Linked DNA regions of Mus musculus: all the other regions are linked to region 2. A link is a contact called in public promoter capture Hi-C and targeted proximity ligation data. All regions are on one chromosome and are shown on one strand. The core of a region is the stretch at or near the end of the contact, and the rest is flanking DNA. Distances in the headings are between cores, read along the strand shown. Region 1 has its middle 11 kb from the start of Gm36193. Region 2 holds the start of Rnf139 (ring finger protein 139). Region 3 has its middle 31 kb from the start of Gm36193. Region 4 holds the start of Fbxo32 (F-box protein 32). Region 5 holds the start of Trib1 (tribbles pseudokinase 1). Region 6 overlaps Atad2 (ATPase family, AAA domain containing 2). Region 7 has its middle 17 kb from the start of Trib1.

Evidence for each region. Promoter capture Hi-C pulls out the DNA fragments that hold promoters and counts their contacts.
Region 1: a contact with region 2 is called in a targeted proximity ligation map of pancreatic cancer cells. A contact is called at or near these places in 5 of 39 promoter capture datasets (the 3T3-L1 cell line, the C10 cell line, embryonic stem cells and 2 more), 7 of 130 datasets of targeted methods (bone marrow-derived macrophages, embryonic forebrain, embryonic limb bud and 3 more) and 1 of 9 other capture datasets (embryonic stem cells).
Region 3: a contact with region 2 is called in a promoter capture Hi-C map of the 3T3-L1 cell line, with 2.5 times the contacts expected there. A contact is called at or near these places in 10 of 39 promoter capture datasets (the 3T3-L1 cell line, 3T3-L1-derived adipocytes, the C10 cell line and 5 more), 4 of 130 datasets of targeted methods (bone marrow-derived macrophages and embryonic stem cells) and 2 of 9 other capture datasets (embryonic stem cells and pancreatic islet).
Region 4: a contact with region 2 is called in a promoter capture Hi-C map of pre-B cells, with 9 times the contacts expected there. A contact is called at or near these places in 25 of 39 promoter capture datasets (the 3T3-L1 cell line, 3T3-L1-derived adipocytes, the C10 cell line and 15 more), 25 of 484 Hi-C or Micro-C datasets (the 4T1 cell line, B cells, CD4 T cells and 17 more), 23 of 130 datasets of targeted methods (DN3 thymocytes, the SCID.adh cell line, astrocytes and 16 more) and 4 of 9 other capture datasets (adipose tissue, embryonic stem cells, liver and 1 more).
Region 5: a contact with region 2 is called in a promoter capture Hi-C map of neutrophils, with 3 times the contacts expected there. A contact is called at or near these places in 9 of 39 promoter capture datasets (the C10 cell line, the HPC-7 cell line, embryonic stem cells and 3 more), 4 of 484 Hi-C or Micro-C datasets (B cells, CD4 T cells and embryonic stem cells), 3 of 130 datasets of targeted methods (double positive thymocytes, extraembryonic endoderm stem cells and large pre-B cells) and 1 of 9 other capture datasets (liver).
Region 6: a contact with region 2 is called in a promoter capture Hi-C map of liver, with 4 times the contacts expected there. A contact is called at or near these places in 19 of 39 promoter capture datasets (the 3T3-L1 cell line, 3T3-L1-derived adipocytes, the C10 cell line and 14 more), 1 of 484 Hi-C or Micro-C datasets (muscle stem cells), 7 of 130 datasets of targeted methods (bone marrow-derived macrophages, craniofacial prominence, differentiating embryonic stem cells and 4 more) and 1 of 9 other capture datasets (embryonic stem cells).
Region 7: a contact with region 2 is called in a promoter capture Hi-C map of liver, with 2.7 times the contacts expected there. A contact is called at or near these places in 6 of 39 promoter capture datasets (the C10 cell line, the HPC-7 cell line, embryonic stem cells and 2 more), 2 of 484 Hi-C or Micro-C datasets (B cells and CD4 T cells) and 1 of 130 datasets of targeted methods (pancreatic cancer cells).

The regions. Positions count from the first base shown.
Region 1 is chr15:58,255,625-58,258,522 of GRCm38.p6, forward strand. No RefSeq gene overlaps it. Among named protein-coding and RNA genes, the nearest start is that of Gm36193, 11 kb to the left of the region's middle.
Region 2 is chr15:58,887,881-58,890,669 of GRCm38.p6, forward strand. It overlaps Rnf139 (ring finger protein 139), which reads left to right and starts at 1,349. Exons shown (of 2, transcript NM_175226.4): 1 at 1,349-1,614. The coding sequence starts at 1,434. It also overlaps a transcript of Tatdn1 not described here.
Region 3 is chr15:58,275,667-58,278,366 of GRCm38.p6, forward strand. No RefSeq gene overlaps it. Among named protein-coding and RNA genes, the nearest start is that of Gm36193, 31 kb to the left of the region's middle.
Region 4 is chr15:58,213,612-58,216,337 of GRCm38.p6, forward strand. It overlaps Fbxo32 (F-box protein 32), which reads right to left and starts at 1,281. Exons shown (of 9, transcript NM_026346.3): 1 at 885-1,281. The coding sequence starts at 1,000.
Region 5 is chr15:59,647,397-59,650,096 of GRCm38.p6, forward strand. Trib1 (tribbles pseudokinase 1) reads left to right here and starts at 1,258. Exons shown (of 3, transcript NM_144549.4): 1 at 1,258-2,126. The coding sequence starts at 1,767.
Region 6 is chr15:58,091,881-58,094,610 of GRCm38.p6, forward strand. Atad2 (ATPase family, AAA domain containing 2) reads right to left here. Exons shown (of 28, transcript NM_027435.2): 28 at 2,167-2,730. Among named protein-coding and RNA genes, the nearest start is that of Zhx1, 17 kb to the left of the region's middle.
Region 7 is chr15:59,664,112-59,666,864 of GRCm38.p6, forward strand. No RefSeq gene overlaps it. Among named protein-coding and RNA genes, the nearest start is that of Trib1, 17 kb to the left of the region's middle.

The DNA of each region.
Region 1 (2,898 bases), core at 222-2,721, 630 kb before region 2:
AATAGTGTTATAATTTTATGCATAAGGCAATATGGAGGCTTGCTCTGGGTTTCTCTGCTCCATGCTTTCTCCCAAGCCTATTAGTGACTGCTGCATGTGTGCTTGTGTGCACTCCTCTCTGGAGTGCAATAAATTCTGCAGGCTGAGCCACCTTTCTTAGCCCTCGGAGTCTCTTGGGATTTTTTGTTTGGTTGCTTGCTCTTCCTGCCCAGAGCTGAAGTGCTGTCTGAACTTTCATTTTGCTCCGGTTCCATCCTTTTTGCCTAGGGAGATAGAAAACCGTGTCTTCGTTATCAGCGCACCCCTCAAAGGGTGCCTTCTAATTGTTGAGTTGGATGGCACACAGCCAGCACACAATGCATTCTGTAGTGATTCAGAGTCCCAGAAAGAAAACACCCAGTCCTCTACCGCACACCTGTCTGTGGTTGGTTTGCCAGAGGGCTGTGAGGTGCCCCACTCTCCCAGGGAATATCTAGAGTTTAGATCAAACATCTTAACTACAAAGGAGGCAGAGTGGGAAATATGTTCCTTGTCTGAAGAGTTAACACCCTGTTCCCGGTTCTATACAGTGCACAGGGAGGCCAAAGAGTATATCGTCGATCAAGTTTGGCTTCTGCTACCAGCCTGGTGCAGCCTCTATTACTCTACAATCCTCTAGAGACTGTGTTCAGAGCTTTGCTTTAAAGCCAGGTGAACTCTGAAAGCACAGGAAAGCACACCTAGGAAAACCTGCAGGGCAGTGCTCTGTACAGCACAACAGAAACTTTCAAAACTTCCTATTTAGAGGGACTCAGGGTTTGGGGAGATGGTCCAGTCAGTAAGCTGCATGCGCATACATCAGGGATCAGATCTTTAGTAAAGAGCCAGGCACAGCAGCGTGCTGCTGTATTCCTGTCCCCAGGAGGGCCCCTGGAGGTTGCTGGCTAGCTAGTCTTGCCAAATTGGTGAGCTCTAGATTTAGTGAGAGATCTGTCTCAACCAATAAGGTGAAGAGAAGAGAGGAAAATACCTGAATGTTATGATGTTAACCCCTGAATTCTACACATGTGCAAATACACATGTCTGCACCAGAACCTGCACATGTGCGTATACACACCACACACACACACACACACACACACACACACACACACACACACACACACAAACGGGGTAGGGGAAGGGAGCAGGAGAGACTACTTTTCCCCAAATTCCTCTTTCAATATTTAACTACCTCCTTATGTCACCCCTGGCCTCCCTACTCCCATGGCAGCTTCTCAAGGGATGGAGACAAATCATCTTTGGGCTTCTCCCCTGCTCAGAAAGTAGGGGGAGCTAATTAGTGTAAATCCGCTCTTTCTCCCCTTACATCTAGAACCTTAGTGAACAGGAAGTACGTATTACTCATAGGTCGAAAATTAAGTGTGCTCCATGCTTAGAATTCCTGGGTGACCTCAGTCTAGGAATCCTTCAGGGTAACGTGCGGTGGCCAGTGGTGTGTTGGAACCAGTTTAAACCAGTCCACGGAGTGTAGCTCTTCCAAGCCTTGCTCTCAGGGATTGGGGTAGTAACGTGAACCCTGCTGTCCCAGGAGTATTTACACCACGGTAATCAGTAAACACTATATGCCAGGGCTCCCAAGCATAGACTTGTTGAGCATTTACCAGGGCAGCAGACATTGACACATGGCTTGTGTACGAGACCTCAGAGGAGCACATACCTGGCTTTCTGTCCCACATTTATATAGAGTATTCTACAGGAGACACCAAGTCTAGGTGGCTGGAAGAGTTACTCTCTGGTCCTCGTGCTTATTCCAGTTTAGCTTTGTCTCTTTTTCTTTCTTCATCTCACTACTGCTTATATTTTCTAGTACTGCCTTTTTCTGGTTGATTCTAGATCAAACCTGAAGCTAGTTATGGGTCATGTTTTGTTGTTGCTGTTGTTTGGGTATTTTGTTTGTTTGTTTGTTTTGTTTTTGTCCTTGCATGTTAGTGGTTCTCCACAGTGGCTATGAGCTAAAATCATCTTGCTTGAGCTGCACCCTAAAGGAGAATCAGAAGAGACCAGGTTCTACCATGCCTCTCTCAGCTACATCAGGTTGACTTGAATTCTTATTCTTCCATTAGTGGAAGGCTCAGGCTCCTTCTTGCTTACATTTTGAGGTTACTTCTCCTCCTGAAATCTTGTATCTGATATACTGGTCTGATGTAGGAATCAGTGTGCCATTTGGGGAGGCTTCTAGTCTCATAAAGCCAACCATATACTCCTTCCCCCTCAGGAAGCTCTTCCCGAGGCTTCAGACTAGGTTAGATTTGTCTGTTGCATTCTCTTAAAAAAAACCACCTTTGGGGCTAGAGAGGCTAAGAGCGCTTGCTGTTTTTCCAGAGGACCCAAGTTCCATTCCTAGCACCCATGTCAGGTGGCTGACAAGCGCCAGGAAAGCTGGCTGTAGAGCAGAGGTTCTCAACCTGTGCGTTGTGACCTCTTTGGAGCTGCATATCAGATGTTCTACGAATCTTATATTTACATTACTATTCATGACAATAGCAGAATCACAGTTACAAAGTTGCAAGAAAACAATTTTAAGACTGTGGGTCAGCACAACATGAGGGTATTAAAGGGTCTCAAGTAAAGAGCCATGAGGAAGGTTGAGAACCACTAAACATATGCACGTACTCACACACACACACACACACACACACACACACACACACACACACACACAAGAATTAAGTAATTCTTGCCACAGTGAATGGTCCCACAGTCATGCCTATAAAGGCAGCACTGATTGGACCTGGAAATTATTAATAATAACAACAAAAAAGTGAGGATTTGATGTTGGGAGGAGGAAGGTGGGTGATATAGGGGGAGCTGGGGGAGGTAGTGATCAGTACATTTCATAAACGTACAACTTCATAG
Region 2 (2,789 bases), core at 99-2,598:
TAATAGCTGATATAGAGGCTTTGGTAAAAGAAAACCGGGGCCTACAGTGCCTCGTATACAGATGGAAGAGGGGAAAGTGAGCAAACAAAGCCCAAACCACAAAACTGGGTGGAGGTGCCATCTTCCTGCTCCAAACACCTTCCCCCAAAAGGGTTCTGTTAAAGTCTGATAATTTTATTTACAGACCTCCTCCCTGTGCGGGTGTGGGGTGGAGTGGGAAGGGAGGTCCAACTTCTAGAGTCCTGCTGTAAACTGGCTTGTGCGCTTTGAGCTAGGAGCCCAAGTCAACCAGGCTTCCTGGTTTGCGATTTTGTGTTCCTTAAACCAAAACAGCTAAGTCTACAGTTCAGCCTCTGACCTTACTCTCTTCCTTTGCTGGAGAAGGAACAGAGAAACAACAGCCAGGTCATACCAATTCCACTGATAGGCAAGAAAGAGCGGCGAAAGAATGCGCTCAACTCTGATTAAGGATTTATCCAGGACAAGGATAAATCAAAGACCTCAGAGAGTTCTGGGTTCTTGCTCGTAAGTCAGGCTCCGAAGCCATTAATAAAATGTGCATGACCGTCCACGGGGACAGGGAGGGAGATGTGTAAACAGATGCGAGTGTGTTTTTCTTGGCAACACCTAACAACTCAAGGCCAGTGCCAAGTCTGGCTGGGATCGCCCTGTGCAGCCTCGCAGGTTATTTCCCCTGCCATTCCTCAGGCCTGGCCTCTGGGTGGGGAGAGGCAGGTAGGCAGGGCGGCGTCCTCCAGCTTTTCATCTCCCAAGCAGGACGAGGCGAGTTCAAGGGACACTCACTGGGCTCTACTAGACATTTAACACTGTCGGTGCGCAGTAGCCCAGCATCCCACGCTCGGGGCACGCCAACACCGAGGGGCAGCCACTCACAGGCGCTCGGGCGCTGGGACGCGGCGGGCCGGCGACGCGAGCGCCACCCCGCGGCGAGGCGAGGCGAGGCTAGGCGAGCCGAAGCGGGCGGGGACCATGGCAACGCTCGAGGCTCGCCGGGCCCCGCGTGCTGACGCTGCGCGGCGCGCCGGATTGTGACGCAGGGCCGCGGCGCCGGCTCCGCGTTCTCGAGTGACCGCGGGCGCCGCCTCGGGGGCCTCGCAACGGCAGCAACGGCCGAGGCAGGCGGGGTCAAGATGGTGGCTCCGCTGGCGGGGGAGGCGCTGGAGGGAGGAGGAGCCAGACCCTAGCCGGCCGGAAACACCGACGCCCCGAGGCCTCCCGGCAGCCGCTGCCGCCGCCCCCTGCTCCACCGAGGGACGCGAGCGGGCGGCGGGGCGGGCCGGGCCGGGACACAGGACAGGAGGCGGCCGGGGGCGGAGCCACTTTCGTCGGCGCCCGCCCCGGCCGCGGCCCCGGGCCTCCCCCGCGCCGCCCTGCCTGGCCCGGCCCGCCCAGCCCCGGTGTGGCAGCGGCTCATGGCGGCGGTGGGGCCCCCGCAGCAGCAGGTGCGGATGGCCCAGCAGCAGGTCTGGGCGGCGCTCGAAGTGGCGCTCCGGGTGCCCTGCCTCTACATCATCGACGCCATCTTCAACTCCTACTACGATTCCAGCCAAAGCCGGTTCTGCATCGGGCTTCAGATCTTTCTCCGGCTCCTTGGTAAGGACGGCGTAGGGCTAGCCCGCTGGCCGAGGCGTGCCCTCTCCCAGGCCGACGGGAACGGCAGGGCACTGGTGGCACGCGGCTTGGGGAACCACGGTCTGGTTCCCCAGAGGGCCTTTTGGCGGGGGTGCGGGGACCCGTGGTACTCGTGCCAGCGTTGACAGCTGAGTGGTGCTGGCGGGTCTGTGCCCTGCTCGGTTGGCACCTGGATGGGCGAGGAGAAAGCACGGCTGTGTGAGCATGCGGCTGTCTGTCTGCTGTTTCTCTTGGGGAATGACTGCTGGCTTCCAGCGTCCTATGCGACAGCCCTGGAAAAACAGCTCTCCGGGTCTCGCCGTGTGTGACCTTGGACTTGAGCCAGAGCTTGAGCCCCCTGTCTACCCATTTCACAGTGCAGAATACGTTGTCACTTCTGTGTCTTGGAGTCCACCGGATCGTGAAGTACTTGAGGTAAATGGCCACTCAAGCCATGAATGTCAGTCCTTGAAACCATTTCCAAAAGTCACCGCGAGGAAGGTTATACTTACAACGAACCCCTAAACTCTTTCTATGAGTAAATAATAAGGTGTTGGATGTGACTATGAAAGCTTACCATCCCAGGGTGATGAGACATCTGTGGGAGACTAGAAAGATCAGTCTTCATTTCATATGGATTGAGTGCTAAAAGTATTTTATATTTCACTTTCTATTTCTCTCTGTGCTACATACCAGAAGTGAGAAACACATAAAGAGATCTTTTCCAGATAATTACAGCTTGGCAGGTTTTGTTGATGAGATCATTACGATGAGTTTTTAGGTGGGTTCTTGCTATTGAAAGGTTGGGGGTGCGGGTACCTGGTAGTGAGGTCCTGACCAAGACCTTGAGAAGTGCGAGCGCCTCTGCTGCCTTATTCTCCCAGAAAAGGAGCGTCAATAAAGAAGCAGTTTTGTTCTTGGCAGTAACTCTTCTACATTTGTCTGCTAGAAAGCATTCTCACAGGTTTTACCTAATCCGTCGGTCACTCCTCAAAGGTGGATCGTGTTATTTAGACTTTACAGGTGAGGAAATGAGGTTGGAGAAGTTAGGTGTTTGGTTTCTGGTGCACAGCTGGTGTTTGCCAGAGCGTTAGAAAGGCTTCTGGTGTTCAGGGATGGTTCCCTTTTGTTCTTCCTCAGTGTGCGGAGATGCAGTA
Region 3 (2,700 bases), core at 100-2,599, 610 kb before region 2:
TCTTTTCACCTGTCTGTCATTTGTCTGTCTGTCTGTCCACCTGTTCATCCATCCATCTATCTATCCATCCATGTGTTCATCCATCCATCCATCCATCCATCCATCCATCCATCCATCTATCTATCTATCTATCTATCTATCTATCTATCTATCTATCTATCTATCTATCTATCTAAACACCTAAGTCAAGTCAGTGTTGCCTACACGTGTGTGCTGTAGGGCTGACTACTGTATAAGATGGGCAACCCATCAAGGGACCCACTTCTGAAGAAAATGTTCTCTCTCTCAGTATCTGTCAACTTTTATAATTTATCAATGAGGAGTGAGGCCCCATGAGTCCCCTAAATCTATGCTGGACTACTGAGTACCCTGATTTTGTACAGGTCTTGTGGGGAACAACACAGTTGCTGTGAGTTCACATGTGCCATCTGTCAAGTTTTGCAGTAATTCTCTCTAACCTCTGGCTCTTACAATTTTTCTGCCTTGTCTTCTGAGATATTCCCCAAGGCTTGGGGTGAGTATGATGTAGATGTCTAATTTTAGGATAAATAAGTTCACAGTGACTTATTCTCTGTACTTTGATCATTTGTGGTTTACTGTATTAACTCCACCCACTACAAAAAGAAGCTTCGTTGGTGAGGGGTAAGATCTGAACTAATATATGTATCTAAGGATAAGGATCTAGAAGGAACCTAGATTCTATAACAGTTTAGTAATGTTATAGTACTAGGTTTTCCTCTGAGTTCTGTGACCACAGGTTATTGGTCAGATTTCCAATACCATGCACGAGTTCCCCTTGTTTAGTGAGCCTTAAGTCCAGTGAGATAGCTCTTGGTTACTCTCTAAGACATTGGTGCCCCTATTGCACCTACGGACTAGCCAATATACTATTGTAGAGTTTATTGGGTTCTTATCTGAGTAAGACAGCTAGTATTTTTCCCCTCCTCACAGCCTGACTAGCACTTTTTAGCACTCTGAGATCTGTGAAGGAGGCTCCTAGTTCAAACCTACCTACATCTCTCCAAGTCCTATGATGAAAGTATATGGTGTCAACAATAGGATATTATCTTCAAGGTCTAGTGGGAAATGCTCCTCCCAGAAACTACAGACTATGAAGTAGTCCTAGTTCCTTCAAGTTGATAGGTTGGGGCCAGGGACATCATTTTGTTTTAATTGACTGTTATGTGCCTTGAACCTTGTTAAGTACTTTGTGCGACTTTTCTTGTCTCATCCTCAAGCATGGAGGAGGTAGACACTACTTTTATTCCTGCTGTGTGGATGAGAGGATGGAGGGTAACAGAGCTGAGAACCTTGGCTGAAGTCTGTTGGTGATGGAATGGGGTTGGTAGCTGGAGCTGGCTGGTGTCAGCCTGTGCTGGGAAGTGGCCGAGCCTATGGATTCTCTGCAAAGTCCCCTTCTTTGGTGAAGATTGCACAAGAATGTGGTTCCCAGGAATTTTGCATCTTATCAGTCATCCTATGACAAGACAGGCTTATTAGGGCACATCAAATACCCAGTTTCCCCAAGGGCTTTCGTATCTTCATGGACATTAGAAACATGAATTTTAAAAGTACATTAAAAAACTAAGTTTTGGGGGTTGGTCTAGTTTTAAAGCTCAAGCTAGAGAAATACTTATATTTGAGTTGAAGATGATGTTCATTATATTGAATATGAAGTTGGTTACTGTCTATATATACTTCCCTCCTTGACCAGCTTGGGACCCAAGGTCTGCTATGTCACCTACTTGGCAACCCTGCCCTCCCCTACTCCATATTCAATGGACCAAATTCCAACTTTTTTACTTATTTTATTCATTTTTTGTAGTATATGTATGCATGTGAATGTGTGTGTGTGTGTGTGTGTGTGTGTGTGTGTGTGTGTGTGTGTGTGATTTTTATGTGCATGTGTCTAGGCCAGAGGTAGATAGCAAGTGTCTTTCTCTATTATATGTCTACCTTACTTTTTAAGACAATGAACCTTGAGCTCACCATTTTAGGTAGGCCACCCAGCTGGCAAGTCCCAGTTATCTTTCTGTGTCTGCCTCCCCCTATCTAGGGCTGGGGTTATAGGCATATGCTGCCATGCCTGTCTCATATGTGGGTGCTGGATATCTGAGTGAATCCTCCACTTTACCCACTTAAACTTTTTGTTTTGATTTTTGTTTTTTGAGACAAGGTCTCTCTGTATAGCCTTGGCTATCCTGGAACTCTATCTGTGAACTAGGCTGGCCATGAACTCATAGAGATCTGCCTGCCTCTGCCTCCCAAGAGCTGAGATTAAAGGTATGCACCACCCCACCTGGCCTGAGGATCATAACTTCTAAGAAGACAGTGATGGATAAATTTAAGTGTCAACCTGACTGATGTAAGGGATTTCACATAGTTCTTAAAGATGGTTTCGGAGTGTGTCTAGGATTGTGTTTCTTGAAAACTATCTATTCATTTCTCCATTTAGTCATTTGTCACTTGTCTTCTGTATATATTCTGTCTTTCTCTTACTGGTTCTGTGTGACAAGGAGCATGGAAGAGCCAGGCATAGGGTCTGTGAAGCCACAGCACAGCATGGCTTCTTACCCTTTTGTCTGGGTTTGGGGGCAGGTGGGATGGAGAGAGGGAGAAAGGGAGACCAGCTTTGTGTGTGGGATCTGACATCTTTAAGTGACCAGTGTCTTGAAGGGGCAGTTCCGTGATCTAACACCA
Region 4 (2,726 bases), core at 31-2,530, 670 kb before region 2:
CTCAGGTGTCTCAGGGAGTCAGCTGTCCAGGCTGGGGATTGATTCTTGACCTGATACTCTATGAGTGGGCACTTGTTCTGACCTCAGATTTCACTAGACAGCGGAGCTCAGGTGAAACTTCAAGTCTGGGTGGTCTTTCTGCAGCGGGCAGGCACCACTAAGGATGGGAGTGTGCTCACGGTATAAAGACCGAAAGGGCCACGGAGGAAACAGGTGCAAGTGTCTGGTCCTTCCTGAAGCAGAGCACTGTTCTTGCATTTCTTCCCTGCCTCCCTCCGCAGCCCCTAAGCGTTACCACAACGACCCACTCCGCAAGCTGTCCCGGGGCCCATCGGCTGCCCCTCCCAGTCACTTTTTTTTTTTCTCGGCCCACTCAGCCGTCGACTGCGCGTGGGAAGAGCCTTCAAGCACTCATGGCAGGGCCCGTCATCCGGCTTGTGACTACTACCGCTCTTGTACTCTTGGGGTCCTGTCATAGGACAGTGAAAGGCAAACAGCCAAGTCGCTAGCACCCACTTAAAACAGTGACTGCAATTGCGGGATCTAAAGGAAGAGTCCATGAGTTGTGCGCCTGTGTTCAAGTGTTTAGGGACATAATCCCCTATTGCCAGATTGAGGGATCCTGGGTTCTGTATGGGATCTTTTCTGCTGGGAGACACTGTCCTTGATCAGGAGGAGACACTAAATTACCCATCTCTCGGGTTCTGGCGACCTTTACCGAAATCCCGGCACCTCACTCCTGTCCCTTCAGTCGGAAGCCCCCTCTTTATTCTGGCCCAGACCTGCTTGCCCTCCTTCACCTGCCCCTGAGGTGTGCACTTCCCCCTCGTCCCCGACCAGCTAAAATCAGTTTTGTGGGGCTGGAAGTCGGCGAATGTCCTCACCTGCTGAGGTCGCTCACGAAGCTGCCGCTTTTCTCATCCAAGAAGCGCTTCCAGCCGTCCGCCGTCTTCACCCAGCTCTGGCCCGGGGACCGCCAGTCCTGCCCAAGGAACGGCATGGTACAGAGCGCGGACGCGACCGACGGACGGGACGGATTGACAGCCAGGAACCGGCCTGGCTTGCCCAGGGTATGCGGCGCGTTGGGAAGATGCTGGGGAACGACGCAGGCGGCGACCGGGACAAGAGTGGGTCAACTAGTGTGGAGGGCTGCGGATCCTGGGTGGGCGCGGGGATCCTTGCACTCACAGGGGCGCAGGCGTTGGGGAAGGTCGCCTCCTGACTCTGGGAATGCTGAGCGGCTGCCCGAGCGCAGTATTTATCCCGGGCCGCTGCCCCGTCTCTTTGTTGCCGGAAGAGCCGCCTGCTCTTAGCCCGCCCCCCCCCCCCCGCGCCCCGAGGCCACGTGGCTTTGTTTATAGGCTCGCCTTGTTTTCCGAGGCGCCCGCGGCTCTCGCTCTGCTCGCAGTTGCACAACCTTGCGTCCGTGGAAACTTGAAGCCGCATGGCCAGGCCAGATGTCCCGCTGACCCTCGGTGCCCTGGCACCTCTGCACCTCCCCTACTCCCCCATCAGGCGTAGCTGTCGCCACCAAGATCCTGGTCTTGCACTCGGCACTAGGTCCCCTCTACGGGTCCCGGACAAGCAGGGTGTAGCAAGGAAGCCTAGAGAGTTGGGAACTGTCAGTCCCAGAGGGTCTGGAAGCTGCGGGACCGATCTTTGCAGGCAGATCAGCCTTGGGGGAGGCCAGAACGTCTGGGGACGGGTAGGGGTGCATTCTTTGAACCTCTCTTACTGCCAGTACCGACTCCAGGCGCCAGGGTGTGCTAAGTGAAAGAGGGGACCCAGTGCGGTAGGGGCGGGGAGGGACTACCCCCACTCCTTCCGCCTTAAAGCTGTCATTTGATGCGTTTGCTGTCAAGCTCGACTACCCCAGTGGCAAAGGAAGGGGAAAGAAGAGGCCCCCGCAGCGTCCGGACCCCATGGCGTTGAAGTGAAGAGCTGAGACAGTCTTGGGTCCCACTCTGAGGGACTCTGGGCAAGCAGCGCTGGCGTCGAGGCGCCTGGCTCAGAACAAAGCCTCCAGGGTCGTGGAGTCAGGAAGGAGTCTCAGGCTACACTCGCTGCTCCAGTGCCCCAGGGTTGGGCTTTTTTGGCTGTGGAACCACAGGAACCCTTCTTTCTCTTCCTTTACGCAGAGTTCAATTCCTGGTGTTCTCTGATTTCTAGCTATAAAGTCCTCCTGGGTTTCACGGCCGCTTCAGAAAGGGAAGAGAGTCTGTTAAGAGCTTATCTCTCCTAACACGAGGGGGTGGCCAGTCTGTTTTTCAGGTGAAAGGCTGTGGGGTCCTCAGAGAGGGTTAAGTCCGTGATTACCTAGGGTCTTATGCTACTTCTCAACTCAGAGCGATCCTCCCTGTTATGCAGAACATAACTCCCTTTTAGTCTAGAGACATCTCAGCCCAGTGCCTTACCACCAGGCACAGAATTGGCCATTCATAACCATCCCATCTTCCTCCATCCTCTGAGAGAGTGTGCATTTGTGTGCCCGCGGTGGGCAGAGGTCAATGTCAGGTGTCTTCCTTGCTCACGTTTGTCCCTATTTATCTTTGGGTCAGACTCACTGAGCCTGGAGCTCTCTATTGTCTGTACTGGCAGGCCGATGAACCTCTGATTCTTTGGATTTTGTCTCCCAGCACCAGGATAAAGATATAGGTGCTTTAATGGGTTGGTTTGTTTGTTTGTTTGCATGGGTGCTGGGGGTCTGAGCTCAGGTCCTCAAGACT
Region 5 (2,700 bases), core at 8-2,507, 760 kb after region 2:
GTCAGCCAGTTTCAAGAGCACACAACTCAAACTATATGAAAGTATACATGCGACCTTGTCCGCGTGCAGATGGTATCCCTGGCAGTGAATAGAATGACCCGTACCCCAGTATCCAATACTCCTGGCCGCACTGGCGCCCTAGACCCTCGGGCGCGCATTGCAGGCGGGAGGGGACAGGAATCTGGCGCCAGCCACGTGGGCCCCTTCCGCCAGTTCCCCACATCCTTTGTTTCCCACCGGCCGGAGCTCAGGAAGCTCTTTCGGCGAGTCACCGCGAAGGGGCGGCCCAGGAGCTTGGAGAGGCTATTTCCGTGCAATCCGGGCGGGCGGCAGGCGCGGGAGGGGCGTGGAGGTGGAGGCAGAGCAGAAGGCCCAGTGTTTGCTTTTATTTCATCCAACAGAAGGTTCTATTTGTGGAAGCGAACAGACGCTGGGGATTAGAGTTGGGAGGGGGCAGGAAAAGAGGGGAAGAAAAAAAAAGCCACATTCACTACCACGCACAGGTCTTCCCCGGAACTACCGCGTGGGGGTGAATGACTGATAATGGAATTCATCACCTTTCCTCTCGCCCCTTCCTCCGGCTGCAGCCGCGACTCGACGGCGCCCACAGCTCCACCGGGAGCTCCCCAAAGTGCAGAACGGCGGGGAGGGGGGGACCCACTAGGATAAAGGCGTGACCACTGGGTCTCAGCCAGCTGCCGGTGCGCAGCCAGGAGGTGCGCGCGCGGCCGCCGGGAGCTCGGTGCTCCATTGTGTTGTGTGAATGATGCGCGCGCACCAATCAGCGGTCGTTTCGCCCCTGCTGCCCCGCCCCTCCCGCCCACTTCCCCGGGAACCTGACGTCACGGGAGCTTTGCCTCCGCCCCCTCCCTGGGCTACGGGCCCGCGGGCCTGCGGTGGGGCGCGCGCAGCCTGCTGCCCAGCCCAACCCGGGGGGCGTGTGCGCGCGCCCAAGGCGTCCCAGGACGTTCCCACCTGCGCCTCGGCGCGCGCGGTCAGGAGCATCCCCAGGCCTCCAGCCACCCCTTACAGTTCCAGCCTCCAACTCCACCTCCCCTCCCCCCTAGTCTCCTCCCTCCGCTCCGGTGACTGCAAGCCGGGCGACGGGGCCGGAGTCGTCGCAGCCACCTCATTGCACAACCCGGCTTCCCAACTGTTTACACAGCCCGGGCTGTGAGTGTGTGTGTGTATACAGCGTGAGTCACCGGGAGGCGGAGGAGGTGGAGGAAAAGGAGAAGGAGTGCACTGGCCGGGATCAGTGCGGCACACACACTCATAGTCGGTCACTCTCTCTCTCTCTCCTGGAGCGCGTCTCGCTCGCTCACACGCCTGGAGCCCAGGAGCGCGCAGGATTCCGAGCGGCGCGGAAAAGTTGTACCGGCTTTTACGCCAGACTAATTGCTTTGGGAAGTGCGTTTGCTCGGAGAAGCCGAGGAGCCTGTGGAATCCTGTCCTCGAGGCTCAACACCCGGGAACTCGGGCCGTCTCCACGTCCCGGACTATCCACAGCCTCGGCAACAATAGCGGCGGCCACCGCCAACGAGGCGCCCAGACCTGGTGCCTGTGGGGGTCTGGAGACCTTAGCCGGCCTCCCACCCTTGGACGCGTGGCCAACGTGGTTCTGGTGGACAACGCCAGCGTCCTGGAACGGCTCCTCTTGGGGACCGATCCAAGCTCTATCTGCAAACTCCATCCCGCCGACTGGAAGAAGTCACAGCGCAGATCCAGGGATTTACAAAGCCGGGGCCGCTCCGGCCAGGGCCGCGATGCGGGTCGGTCCCGTGCGTTTTGCCCTGAGCGGCGCCTCGCAGCCCCGCGGTCCGGGTCTACTGTTTCCGGCTGCCCGGGGAACCCCGGCCAAACGCCTGCTGGACACGGACGACGCGGGGGCAGTGGCGGCCAAGTGTCCGCGCCTCTCTGAGTGCTCGAGTCCCCCCGACTACCTCAGTCCCCCTGGCTCGCCCTGCAGCCCTCAGCCTCCGCCCTCCACGCAGGGGACCGGCGGCAGCTGTGTGAGCTCACCCGGGCCCAGCCGAATCGCCGACTACCTGCTGCTACCCCTAGCTGAGCGCGAGCATGTGTCCCGGGCACTGTGCATCCACACCGGCCGCGAGCTGCGCTGCAAGGTAAGCATCCTGGGGCGGAGGTTGCGGGTCTGGATCGTCCACAGAAGTGCCTAGGTTCCGGCCCACCGGGATCACAGTCCCGCCAGCGCTTGGGTTTGGCAGAGCAGATAAGGGCGTTTAGTTGGATAAGGAGGGTATTTTGGTCAGCTTCGTGTTTTTGGAGGTTGAGTGCTTTCCTGTGGAGTGTTTTTTGGTGAGGGTTAGGCGGTCTAGAGGAAGTGCAGGGTTCAGTTCTTTTATCTCTGTTCTTTTCTTTGGCGCTCTGTATTGCTAGCGCGTGGCGTTCCATTTAAGTTTGGAATTGCAATGGGTTCCAGGGCCATGCCATTGCCCTGCTCTCATCCCCCTCCTCCCCCTGTCCTGGAAGGACGCCCTGCAGTGTGTGCCTCCTCGGGACTTGGAGCAACTGGCAAGCTCTTTGCGCGAGGCTCGCGGCATGGGTTCTGTATAGACCAAGTCGGGCTTCTTTTTACCTAGGGGTTTCTGGGCTTGAACTCCTGTTGGGACCAGCATACAGCCCACCCCAGGAAGTGTTGGGATGGGGTGGTCTTAAGCGTGGGAAGGCTTCTGGCCA
Region 6 (2,730 bases), core at 216-2,715, 800 kb before region 2:
CTCGAAAAAAAACAAAAAACAAAAAACAAAAAAACAAAAACAAAACAAACAAAAAAAGAACTAGGACCTGAGCCAGCTAGTGGCTGCTCCATACACCTGAAGTTTCAACATGAGGCGCAGATGGGAGGATTGGAGTGAACTGCAATAAATGTAGTATCAATAGAGAGAACTCCATGGGCTGGGTGAGCAAGAGGCACGGACGGAGGGTAGGGGAGAAAGGAGAAATGTCTCAGTAGCTAAGAGCCCGTGCTGCTCTTGCAGAGGACCCAGGCTCAGTTCCTGGCACCCACGCTCACAGCTGTCAGTTCATCCAGCTACAGGGGATCCAACCACCTCTGCTGGCCTTCAAGGGCATAGTATGCAATTGCTGTACAAGACACGTGCAGGCAAAACATCTATACACACGAAATAAAAAACAATAACATTTAAGAGAGGAAGAGAAGAAAAATGAAGAGGAGGAAAAAGAGAATGAGAAAGAATGAGGGGGAGGGGAAGGAGGAGGAGCAGCAGCAGAGCAGGTTACACACAGGATATCACCAACCCCTTTGGTAATATCAGCTTGCAGCAGGGAATTTGAAACCCATTCCGCCCCCATTTCAATAATGATACTTTTCTTCCTAAAAGTCAACAACAAAATCAAAATCATCTTCTGGGGGACTGGGGACCAGGCAGCTCAGAGCACCTGCTGCTCACTCTATAATGAGGTTTAGAGTTTAGATCCCAGCACCCACACTGGTTAGCTCATAAACACCTCCAAGGGTGTGCTCTCTGGGGACACTCAAATATCTCCCCTCTCTCTGTATATATATAAAATCTCCTCTCATACACATACTAAAACAAACTTCTAACTTTTAAAAAAAGATGTTCTCCTTTCTCTTGGTTTGTAATTTGTAGCACTCCTATCCCAAAGTGGGCTATTCTCCTTAAGATAAACCAATTAAAAACACATTTAATCTCCTTTCTCATCTTTTTTATTTTGTTATTCTTTGCCGCTGCCCCCTCCCCCTCCCCCTCCCCCCTCTTGCTCCAGCCCATAGGTTCTTTGTTTCTCATTACAGATGGTTGTGAGCCACCATATGGTTGCTGAGATTTGAACTCATGACCTCCAGAAGAACAGTCAGTGCTCTTAACTGCTGAGCCATCTCACCAGCCCTCCTTCCTCATCTTACAGTCAGTCTCTGGACACTTCCCATCCCGAGATCCACATTAAGATGGGTTTAAATGATTCTCCCTTCGTTATCATCACTTCCAATCAAAACTCCTCCAGCATTCTGCTAATATGATTTGGTTTTAGCACAGGCCTCCTCCAGTCAACAATATTGATTGAATTAACCAACAATTATTGTGTGCTTTTTTTCATAGCCTTCAGTGACTGTGTTCTTTTGGAGGAAACATTTAGGACTGTTATAATGCTCCCGGATAAGGGCAAGGTACAGCTAGAAAGTAAATAGAAACTGCAGCTTCTGAGCATATGACAGATACAAAGTTATTGATGACTGGGCCTGTGGAAATGCGCCCATGGAGAAGATACTTCCTACCATTCTACTCTGACAAGGCTTCAAGGTAGAGGATCTGTGCATCCACCAAGTCTATTTATTACAGATGGAATTACTATTCCTGGGTGAGCTACTGAGATATAGCAAGAGGACACAGAGAGAGGTTAGGGTGTTTGCAGTTTCAGTAATGACTTCCTGCCCTCCCTCTTCTAGGACTAGGTGTAGTGGCTAGAAACCCCACACAGTGCTCACCACTGGTACTGACTGCTCCATGGCAACACAGATACAGTAATTAACATCACATAACAACACAGATACAGTAATTAACATCAGACATGGTAACACAGATACAGTAATTAACATCAGACATGACCCTGGGTTAAAACTTAAAGACAGGAACTGAAACTGGGTTAGTTGTATTTTGGAATTGTGTTTTATCTTGAAAATGTAAAATGTTGTAACAAAATAAGAGAATATATTTGCATATGCACACAGACACACACATGAACGCATACACACATGTACACATACAACCCCAGTAATCTAGTTTGATTCCCTAGATTCACATCATATAAGCATGGAAGCAAAGAAAGACGTCACAGAGCTGTCCTCTGCTCCCACACAAAAGTTATGGCACGTATGAACTCACACAAGAACTAGAAACGAGTAACAGTTTTCAACTTCAACATTTATTATACAAAATGTACAATAAAAGGACACATCTGAAATAAGTTATAATAAACTTCAATGAAAACTATTAAGCATAATCCTTTGTTTATTTGCTTTTGTGAGACAGAGTCTCAAGTAGCCAGGCTGGCTTCAAACTTACTATGTAGCTAAGACCTTGAACTCCTGATCTTCCCGTCTCTGCCTCAAGGGCGGAGATCCCAGATCCATACACACTAGACCTATACAATATTATCTCTATCAATATGAACATGTTCAATGTTATCAGTGTTTGGCATTTTTAATAGGTATATAGGACAGCATCTACTAATGAAGGCATCCAAATTACTGAACTTCAGAAATATTTTAAATAGCTACATAAGAAAAGGCAGCTCAACTTTAAACTATACTAAAATCTAAACTCTTGAGTTAGGCATGTGCTTAAGTGTACACTGGGCCCTAGGTCTGATCCTTACCACCATCACTACATCCCCAACAAACTCCATACATAGCCTCTTAAACTCTAGTAGCCATTCTCAAACAAGCTTTCCAACACACGCTGTTCCGA
Region 7 (2,753 bases), core at 245-2,744, 780 kb after region 2:
GCCTGGACTCACAGAGGCTCACAATGTGGGGTGTGCCACCACCCACCTCAAGTTTAGCCTCCTTATCCTTGAGATGGGTAATACGAATTCATAAAGTATTTTCCAAATGGTTAAAAACGTGTGGTTCAATCCGTGTTGCTTATCAGTAGCAGATCACTAAAGCCCAGTGTTCAGTCTACCAAAACTACCCAGTGATAATGTGTCCATGTCAAGTCCATGCTCGGGATGCTGAGGCAGGGGGATCTCTTGAGCTTTGAATCCAGGTGTTCCTGACTTTTTTCTTTTTTCTTTTCTTTTCTTTTTCTTTTTCTTTTTTTTTTCTTTTTTTTTTTTTTTTTCTTTTTTTGGCAGGGTCTCTAGCCCAGGTTGAACTCAAAATCCCAAATAACAAAATAACCCTACTGGTTCCCAGTGTTGACACAACAGGTTTAGGTGGTGGCAGGGGCAAGCCAGGTGGCAGGGCTTCGTGTGTGCTGGGTAAGCATTCTATCATCAGAGATAGCCCCAGATCCTTCTTTTTTGAGATCTGTTCTTGACATGTAGCTGTAGCTGTCCATGAACTTGGGACAATCCTGCTGCATTAGCCTCTTAAGTGCTGGGATCACGTGTGTACCACTAGGCCTTGCTTAAACCCCAGAGTTTGAGAGTGGCTTGGGGTACATGGCTAGGACCCTTTTTTGTTTTTTAAGTAAAGAAGTAAAATTAAAAATAAAAGGCCAGGAGGGAGGGAGGGAGGGAGGAAGGAAGGAAGGAAGGAAGGAAGGAAGGAAGGAAGGAAGGAAGGAAAAAGTGATGGGAAGGAAGGACATTTGGGGGTGGGGTGGGGCCCTTGTCGGGAGGCAGAGCCTGTTCATCAGGGCTGGGTGAGTCTTGAGCCTCTGCATTTTCAGCTAGCTCCTGGGTGAGGCTGCTGCTGCTGCTAGCCTGAGAACCTCCAGCACCCAGGGAAGAGTCAAAGTGTGAAACACAGGCTGTGCCTCAATGGAGAGAAGTTAATTCTTGAAACTCAGACTATTTGTGACAGAGCAGGTGAGGTAGCACACAAGGAGGGACTGCTGTAACCACAGCCACCTGAGCAGGGTTGATGGCCTTCTCCAGGGCGGTCATCATCTTCATCCTACAGATGGGATCGAAGACCTGCATGCTATCCATATGCGATGGTGCGTGTTTGTAATCCCAGTATCCATGAGGCTAAAGCAGGAGGATTTCTGTGACTTGGAGATGAGAGTGGAGTTCAAGGCCACTCTCTGGGAACAACAGAAAAAAGAAAAGGATTTGGATGCTAAGTTACATAGGTAGGCTGGGGCAGGGGTGTAGTTTTCCAAGACTGGCATCTTCCTGTGTTCCACAAGGCAGCCGCAGGAGCCTGAGGAGGAAGCAAGCCACCTCCCTTGTCTGGACCTGGCTTTCCTATTTGCACAGTGGGAGGCCCGGGCACACATGACCTCCAGGCTCCTTCCCCAGCCTTCTGCTGGAACAGTTTGAGCAGTCCCTGCTGGCTCAGCATGCCCTTGGCTTCGTCCCCACACTGCTTCCTGAAGTGGTGCTGACGTCCCAGAGGCAGACATATCCTTTTCATCCCGTCAAGCCAGAAACTAGCAGAGTTATTGGACAGGCTATTTGTGGGCAGAGCCTTGGAGGGGTGGCCATAGTAAAATCCAGCTCTTGGGCCAGGCAGAACATTCCTCCACACCCCAGAGGCAAGCTTTTCAGCAGCTCTGCAGGTAGAGGCAGCCGGCTTGCGTCAGCTCCAAGCCATGCGGGATCTTATTTCACTGGGAGTCCAGTCTGGGAGCCTTAACCTCACTAGGCCTGAGAGTTGGAGGACATCCAATTGACCTGAGAAAGGTGGCATTCTGAGTCGGGTTCCCAGGTACCTCAGGGCACACACAGCAGAGGTTAGAACCTGCCAGGGTGTCTGAAGAGAAAGTGCCTGGAGCTGGAATTTCTGGGCTAAAATTCCAGGTCTGACTCTCCTAGTCAGCCTGACAGGGAAAAAAATCTCCCTATGCCTCAGTCTCCATATCTGGAAAGACGTGGCTTTTGCTAACAATTGTGTTAGTAGGATAGTGAGAGGACTTTAAAAGAACACCTGGAACAAGCCATTCCCTATATCAGATCTACCTCAGCAACTTGTACTTTTATAATCCCAACTCCCAGTGGCTGGAATAGTATTTAGGACTCACCAAATACACATGAATATTTGCATAATGATTGGTTTAGAAGACCCTACAGGTATGATTCTCTCAAATTGTACTTCTCCCTGCTACCTTCTTTAGATATTGTCTTACTTGGTAGACCAGGCTGACCTCAAACTCACAATCTTTTCTCAGCCTCTCAGGGTTCTGGGGTCACAGCTATGCGCCACTGTACTAAGATTTGTTTCCATCATCTTGACACAAATCAGAGTTTCCTGGGAAGTGGGAGCCTGGATTATGGAATTGCTCCCATCTGGTTGGCCTGTGGGCCCGTCTCTGGAACATTTTCTTGATTGATGATTGGTGTGGGAGGGTCCTCTGTGGCCATTGCCATCCTCAGGAAGGTGGTCTCGTGTTGTGTAAGGAAACAAGCTAATCAGCCATGGTGCATGGAATGCATGCTGTACCGCTAGCCAGCCTATTTGATTTCTGTACCACTGAGCTACGCCTACAGCCAGCCGTTCTGATTTCTATACCATCGAAAGCTAGGAGAAGTGAAGAGAATACCCTTGAACGTCTAATCTCCTTGCCTCCACCCCCTCAGGGCTGGAACTG